Linked DNA regions of Sus scrofa: region 1 is linked to region 2. Evidence: chromatin contacts called from public HiChIP or PLAC-seq data. All regions are on one chromosome and are shown on one strand. The core of a region is the stretch at or near the end of the contact, and the rest is flanking DNA. Distances in the headings are between cores, read along the strand shown.

Evidence for each region. HiChIP or PLAC-seq counts read pairs in DNA pulled down with a chosen protein or histone mark.
Region 1: an H3K27ac HiChIP or PLAC-seq map of alveolar macrophages shows a contact between it and region 2. The contact joins the promoter of MRPL1 here to the enhancer-like site in region 2. A contact is called at or near these places in 1 of 5 promoter capture datasets (liver), 5 of 47 Hi-C or Micro-C datasets (brain, liver, skeletal muscle and 1 more) and 2 of 2 datasets of contacts at active chromatin or transcription factors (alveolar macrophages and skeletal muscle).

Annotation. Positions count from the first base shown.
Region 1 is chr8:73,302,946-73,307,057 of Sscrofa11.1, reverse strand. It overlaps MRPL1 (39S ribosomal protein L1, mitochondrial), which reads right to left and starts at 1,614. Exons shown (of 10, transcript XM_021100620.1): 1 at 1,374-1,614. The region is part of intron 1 of CNOT6L (CCR4-NOT transcription complex subunit 6-like); the gene reads left to right.
Region 2 is chr8:73,120,075-73,124,055 of Sscrofa11.1, reverse strand. No RefSeq gene overlaps it. Among named protein-coding and RNA genes, the nearest start is that of CXCL13, 51 kb to the right of the region's middle. Within about 2 kb of position 1,520, at least 2 of the 83 cell types and tissues checked have an H3K27ac peak or open chromatin away from gene starts, as enhancers often do. A contact at or near this core is called in alveolar macrophages and skeletal muscle, where this site is marked.

The DNA of each region.
Region 1 (4,112 bases), core at 365-2,864, 180 kb before region 2:
TTGTAGGAGAATTTCCTGTTTATGGGTCTGCTTCCCCTATGACCGTGAGCTACTGAAGAATAGAGACTACATATGCTTATCTTTGTGCCTCTGATGCAAAATACAATGTCTGGAACATAACACACCCTCCACAGATGTTCGTTTATTGTATAGGAATAGCTAGGGCTATATAGATATTTGAAGAAGTTTAAATCTGTGAGGATGTCCCATCATCCAATTTATATTTTTCAGGTATTTATCTTCGTCTTCTCTTCAGCATTTGGTAGTATTTCTCCTTGGGGCAAGTGTTTCTGTGCCAAGGAGAAATGCTGTGGCAAGATGCCGCTGAGGTAAGCAGAGCTTCTGTGCCTGCCAGCTTGCATCTCTTACAAGCGTCCTACCTTAATCAAACTATTTCTTTCCTATCCAAAAAAAAAAAAAAAAAAAAAGATGCCACTGAGGCAGGTTTACTTTTCTGAGCTCCTGAAGTGACTTGTTTGGCTTTGTTGCTTACAAAGTGAAAGGTAATTATCCATTATACCTCAGCCTAGAATCAAGATAGTTAGGAATGAGCGGGATTTCTTCTAGAATCAAGGCCATTTCCACACCTATTACAGAAGCTGATATGGGGGTGGTGTGGCTAAGGAGGGAAATGGAAACTTAACACAGGTGGAAAACAAAGTAACCTTCAGTCTTCTGTATCTTGAGGGGCTTCTTCACTCACTCACTCAACACTTCCTCGTGACAAAGATGAAAGAGATGCAATTGTTCTTCTGCAATGGGGGACTCTTAATAGTTGATCAGTTCCGGGTAAATGATGATCTGCATTTTCACCGCAATTTTTCTCTCCAAGAGGGGCTTTCCACATTCAATAAGAGGGTCTACGATTAACTGCAACCAACAACACGTGCTTAGGGTCCAAAAGAACACACTAAAAAATACTGAACACTGCTAACATACCCTTGACCAACACGGGTTAAGTACACAAGTCCAGAGTATGCAGTGGGAAAGAGACTGTGCACAACTGCAACAGCAGTATTCTGCCTCTAGAACTGGTATACTTTGTTTTTGGACTGCTGGTGGTAAAAGCTGAAGCTGGCCACAAAAACAAAATTAAACCCCATAAACTTAAAGTGTCAAGGCCACATTCACCAAGTAAACGTTAATATTTCTAGTTTACATTTTGACATTTTCATCCTGCAGCTGGCAAACAAACGTAATTCCATCGTGAGAGGGGAAAATTAGAAAATAAATAGGACGGGGTTATCGCAGAGCGTTACAGGTTCTTTTATTTCTCTCTCTCGATGCAACTTACAGATGTTACATGTTTAAAACAAAATCAAACCACTGAAGATGTTAGGAAACATTTCTTTCAATCGATTCCTTCACCTCACCTGGCGTCCCATTCGCCGCCCAGACTAGCGCTCGGCTCCGCTGTCAGGCCGCCTCCGGTGAGCGTGCAGTAAACAGCGCCGAGTCCACACACGAACACCGGGCGAAGCAGGTTCGCCAGTCTCTTCCCACCACCCGCCATGGTTCTGTGACTGCGGCTTTTTGATAACCTACCAGCCTCCCCAGCTCTGCTAGTCATTCGAGCCAAGAAAAGCAAGTAAGCCAGCAAGGGTAAAGGAGAAAATGGGCAAGAACCTTGGCAGCCCCGCGCGCACGCGCACCACGTCCCGACGCGGCGCCCCGGGGGCGTGGCCAAGGCGCGGCGCTGGAGCTCCGCCTCTTTCCCCTCACCCCACCCCTCCGCGCCGGGGAGTGACTGACTCTCGCCAGCCCCTCCACGTCAATCAACCCTCCTCCTTCTCGCACTCTCTGCACCTTGTTATTAATCTCAATACCGATATCGCGCGGACGCCTCTCCCCCGGGCCTCGGGGGTGTGAACGTGTGTGAGAGAGACCGGAGGCACCGAAGGCTGGCGTCTCGGTGTAGCAGCCTCGGCCCCGGCAGCAGCAGGCGCAGCAGCAAGCCCCGCAGCGGCGGCAGCCCCAGCGCCAGGAGGCCAAGGCCAAGGCCAGGCTCTGCGCGGCCCTTGGAGTAATAGCCGCGGCTCCGGCGGCTGCGGGGGCGCAGCTTCCTCCGCCAGCGGCCTTCTCGTCGGCGGCCGCGGCCGCGGTGCCTCTCCTGAGCGCCCAGCGTCACCGTCCCCGAAACCCGGCGGCGCGGCCCTCGGCCCCACTCCCTGCCCCCCATCCGTCTCCTTCTCGCTCTCTTCAGCCGCCCTTCTTGCCGCCGCCTCTGCCGTTCCTCAGGCGGCCCGGCCCGGCCTGCCCGCCCCGCGTCCCCTCCGGCCGGTGCCTTTCCCCCGGCGGGCTGCCTGCATGTCTTTGCTGCCCTCAGCCCCGCCGCCACCGCCGCCGCCGCCTCCCCCGCCGCCGCAGCACCAGCACCAGCCGCCCCGCCGCCGCCGCCGCCGCCGCCGCCCGGACCCCGGCGCGTTGAATGCAGGTGAGGAGGGGGCGCAGGCCCTCCGCGACCCCTGTCCGGGCGCCCCGCGCGCCCGCCCGCGAGAGCCCGCGGCTTCCCTTCGGGGCGGGCGGCAGCCAGGCCCGCCTGTGGGTGTTTGTGTTTGCGTCTGCGGCCGCGGCTCCGGAGGGGAAGCATCTGTGGGGGCCTGGTGCGCGCGCGCGCGTGTTTGTGTGTGTGTTTCCCCTGCCGCGGGGAAATGGCTGCTGTTGCTCCTGGGCCAGAGGAAGAGAATGAGGTAGAGTGTTTTTGTAGCTCCGCGTAGGATCGAGAGTGTTGGGAAGAGGAGCGCGTCCCTGGGGAAATGAGGTGGGAGAGGGACAAATGTGCGTGGGGGAGCGTGCGAGTTGGGACTTTGGCGGGCGGAGAGGCGGCCTGAGGACCCACAGTGAGTGGGTGTGTGGCGGGTGCGCTGCTGGCCCGCGTCTCTGTAGGAGGCGGAGAAGGTTCCGGGCTGTGTGTGTGTGTGTGTGTGTGTGTGTGTGTGTGTTGGGGGGTGGTCCGCGCCTGGGGCCCGGGACTCTGGGGGTAGGCGGGTTCGGTATGTTCCGGACCCCCGAGTGGCGTGTCCCTCCCCCTTTGTGGCCGGGGCTCGGGAGCCTCGCAGGTGAGAGCCGCTCCGCGGGGGCCGAAGAGGGTGAGTGTGTGTGTGTGTGTGTGTGTGTGTGTGTGCCGAAGAGGGTGAGTGTGTGTGTGTGTGTGTGTGTGTGTGTGTGTGGTTCACGCACAGCATCTGGGCCCAGAGAGCTTCGGGTCCGGGCCTCGCCGCCGTTCCCGGGGCCGCGGCAGGAAGCGCGCCGGCCTGCAGCGCGGCCTAACCGCCTCTGCGCCCGCCCGCCCGTCGGCCTGCCTCCCGCCGGCCTTCCCGGATGCCTCCCGGGGCGCTGGGCCCGCCCGGGCCCAGGGCGCTGCCTCGGGCCTGGGCAGGTGAGGGTCGGTGCGGGACGCGCCGATCGCGGTGGCCGCGGCTGCCTCCGCGACTCCGGAGGACAGGAAAAGGCATATTTTGGCGTTCCAACTGCAAGCTCCCCCTGGCTGGCGGTGGGACCCGGGGGAAAGTGAATCAAAGCATTACATCTCGAGGAGACGCGGTGTCGAGATCCCTTCTTTCCATCCTTTCCTTAAGGCTGTGTGGAGGGACTAAGTACATATTTTCATTTTTTTGTCGTTGTTGCAGATACTTTCTCGTTGATAATATTTATGCAGTTTTTTAAGATAAAATTTCACTCTGGTGGCCTGGGGAAGACATGGAAGCTGACTTCCCTGTCTTATGGTGTTGGTGGGACCGGATCGATTTTGTGCGTTTGAAATTGTTTTATCCTGCCTCCTAGGGGGAAAGGCGTGTACTCGCCGAGCTGAGGAGGTTGGCGAGAAAGAGGAAGTTACTGGAGCTGTCATCTTCCTTAGCACGGCTCGACTATTTAGCTTAGGCTGTTTATTAGCTGGATTGTGTTCAGGGAGTTTAGCTGAGCCGTCTGTACACAGGGAAAGCACAGTACTATATTTTAGGAGATCCTGCCTTATTGCCTCTAGTTATCTTAATTGTCAATCAAGATAGTCATGCACAAACAAGTTTTCCCTCACTGTCTCCAAAACCTAGATCAAGCAGCCTCTGTTGTCCACTCCAAGTCCATTTCCACTCTTGGAAAGAGATTTTGAG
Region 2 (3,981 bases), core at 271-2,770:
GAACAGGTTATTCAGTCCACAAAGGTCCCTTTCAAGAGATTAAGGACACAACTCTCACAAATAGGACCCATGGGGAACTTAGAACATGGTCTTTCATTCTCAGCAGGAGCCCAGGGTAGGGAACAGCTGATCTAGAAGAGCTTTATGGGTGTGGCGTTTGTCTAATGGTGGGAACCCCAACGAATTGCACAGAGGCCCCATCACCTTTTTGAGAAAACTGTATCACAGAAACTCTGCCAGCTGGGACTGAAAGGGACAGAGACAGGACAAAATAAGAAGCCACTGGACTTCCAAAACTCTTCTGGCAGGAAGCAAGCTGAGAACATTATTTGGCCACAAACAAGTGCTACCTTTCATGAAAAAGTAAGGATGACTCAGAGGCTGGAACAGCCTGGAGAGTAGAGCCACGAGCTGCGGAGAATTACTTCCAGGCCTCAGACACAGAAGGAGGAACTTGCAGCAGTCCCACCGCTTCTGGATTTCAGAACTGCAGTAGTCAGGGACTCCTCTGTGTATCCCTCTCCCTCCTTTCTGAGCAGGAGTCTCTCTAGTACTTGCAGGCCATTGTCCTTTGGGTGTGTTGGGGGCAGATAACTACCTCTTTGTTCTCACAGAGCTACAGGTGGACAGCTCCTTCTTTATTACAAGGAGCTGTATGTAAGGAGATACACCTGGAAATTCCCATTATGGCTCAGCACTAATCAGCCTGACTAGTATCCATGAGGATGCTGGCTCGATCCCTGGCCTTGCTTGATGAGTTAAGGATCCGGCCTTGCGTGAGCTGTGGTGTAGGTTGCAGATGAGGCTCAGATCTGACATTGCTGTGGCTGTGGTGTAAGCTGGCAGCTGCAGCTCTGATTCGACCCCTAGCCTGGGAACTTCTGTGTGCTGCAGGTGGGGCCCTAAAAAGCAAGAAAAAAAAAATGGAGATACACCCAAGGAGACTCATCCATACTGGGACCGTTTGTTTAGATGAGATTATGGATTTTGACACCCATAGTTATTGCCCAGCTGGCTGTCCTCTTTGGTAGTCTCATTTACTCAAGCACTTATCGAGCACCTACTGTTTACCTGTCACAGAGTTACATGTAGGGTATTCAAAGGTAAGTAATACATGGCTCCTAACTTTAATTCTGGTGGGAAAGACAGAGGAGAAGTAAGTATGACATAGTAATATACCCAGCATGCAGTGAGAGCGGAGTGGTAGCATCTAAATCAGGGAAGCCAAGAAGGGGTCCTGATGAGGAGATACCTGAGCCAGGTCCTGAAGGATGAGTAGATGTGATTTGGGTTGACTGAAATTACTAGTCATGTAGTTCAGAAATGGTTGGTTACTGGTAATTTAATATGGTCCAACTTGATAGGTAGGTAAGGAGCTTTTTTATTTTTTATTTATTTTATTATTTTTTTTTTAGGGCCACACTCAAGGCATATGGAAGGTCCTGGATCAGGGGTTGAATCCAAGCTGCGACTGTGACCTATGCCACAGTTAAGGCAATGCTGGATTCTCAACCCACTGCACAGGGCCTAGGATAGAACCCATGCCGCAGCAGAGACAGTGCTGGATCCTTAACTCTGTGCACCACAGTGGAAACTCCAGGTGAGGCGTATTCTAAACCGAGGACCTTCCAGTTGAAAATGATGAATTGGGTGCAAATAGGTTTAACAACTGGACATGTTTTCCCAGGACAAATTAGTCATTCCTGCTTTTGTCCACTGCATGTTACTGGCTTGGCGGCTCCAGAGCTTTCCTCCCCAGACTTGAGAGCGGACGCGAGTGAAATGGCCGTGAGAGCCAAGGGGGGCGAGTCAGGGTAAGCTTGTCCACCGGTATTACCGCCACTTTGATGGTGACAGGCAACAGCTGGGTGCTCTCTGTACACAGGCAGCACATTTGTCCTGGGGGGTGAACAGTTCCAAGGAAAAGGCGCTGTCACGGGGAAGGCGATGAATGTGCCATTCCTGGGAGTCCACCGTGTTATTAAACACCGCTGTTGTCAGCCAGCTGCCAACAATTCCATCCTTGCTGTGGCTGCAGAGACGCTGAAAGTGGGTGAAATGCTGATCACTGAGTTTCACCACTTACTTGGAATATGAATCACAAATGAATTTGCACTAATGATATTTTTAGAATGGCTTTGTATCATTTTCATTGAATATTTTGTGTGTTGACTCTTCACTCTGTTAACAGCCTGGTTTGCCTCAAGAAAAATGTAATGAGCATACTGGGGGTTTTTGCTTGCTTGCTTTTTTTTTTTTTTTTTTTTTTTACTGGAGCATTGTAAGATAAAGGAAAATGGATGCGTTCATTAAAAAAAGGTGAGCAAAAAATTCAGGGAGCAAGAGGACATATACACAACACAAGGGGATCATGGTAACAAAAATATTTGGAACCACTGACCAAGGGGGAAAAAAATGTAGCTGCCTTGGTTCTCTGCTGAGGAAGCATCCCCAGTGCTTTGGGGGCTGAGCCCATAGATTTCAAGTCTGAACAAGATCTTTCTTTTGCTCTTCCCACTCTTAAAAAAAAATTTCAACTTTACATGGCCAATGTGTTCCGTTCCAATGTTGTGATAGAAATTCCTGAAGAACATTTGATTTGGCTCAAGCATCTCCTGACCTGGAAATCGAGGGTCCTGATTCTGCCTGGCACAAGCCGCAGGCCTCAGGGGCCTGGTTCCTGGGGGTGGGGGTGGAGGTGGGGGTGGGAGGATGTCCAGCCAGTCCTGGGCCCCAGCAGACCAGCACCACCCCTCCCCCGGTTGTGGTGGGGCCCATTCTTCAACAGAACCTGAAATCTTCAACTACCACTAAAAAGGCATTTAAACATTTTTAAAAGGCAAAAACCCAAGAGCAAGGATGCTGAGAGGAAAAGGAAGCTATATAACTACTTGGCAAGTGGTAACAGACTTAGTGGCCCAGAGAAAGTGGAATCTTCTTTAAAAGTGAAGGAAACCCTGGGAGTTCCTGCTGTGGCACAGTGGGTTAAGAATCTGACTGCAGCAGCTCAGGTCACTTCAGAGGTGCAGTGATACCTGGCCAATGCAGTGGGTTAAGGATCCAGCTTTTTTTTTTTTTTTTTTTTTGCTTTTTTAGGGCCATACCTGCGGCATGTGGAGGGTCCCAGGTTAGGAGTCCAATTGGAGCTACAACCGCTGGCCTACATCACAGCCATAGCAATACGGGATCCGAGCCGTGTCTGAGACCTACACCACAGCTCATAGCAGCACTGGATCCCTGACCCACTGATCGAGGCCAGGGGTGGAACCTGCATCTTCATGGATCCGAGTTGGATTCGTTTCGGCTGTACCACAACAGGGACTCCAGATCCAGCTTTGCTACAGCTGTGGCATAGGTCACAGCCCTTGCTACATTTTGCCTGGCATTCTGATACATCCCATGGAGACTATGAGCCATTTAAGCCCAGGGACTAGGTTTTCCTAATCGATATTTCCCCTACATTACCGTAAGGGGGAGCTCAACAATGCTTGGCTGGGATCTCCAAGGCCATCAATTTCAGACAAAGAAACTATGAGTTGTAATTAGGAGTAGGATTTGCTGTCTCTCAATTGCTCATGGACATGCTCTTGGCTGCCTCAAATAGGCAAGTCAGATTTGCTGCTGATGCTTCAATGGGGAAAGATGGCAGAAAAGCAGTTCTGGGTGCCTTCAAACTCTTGGGCCTAATGCCTCCAAATCTTGGAAGGAATAGAGATACTGAAGTTTGGCAGAAGAAGTGGGGAAGGAGGAGCTAGGGCCGCTTAGTCTGTCCTGTGCAAAAATTGTCACACATTCCCATTGTAACAAATGCCCGATTTTCAGTCCTGGTCCCTGTGATTCCATGAAACACCTAGAAAAGACACGACTCATCATTGTACCTCTGCAGTATTAGAAATACTCCACTTTCCAACAATATTGTCATCTGAAACTCAGGAAAAAGATTCTGGAGCTAAGTCATTGCCTTGAGGAAAGTCTGAATGA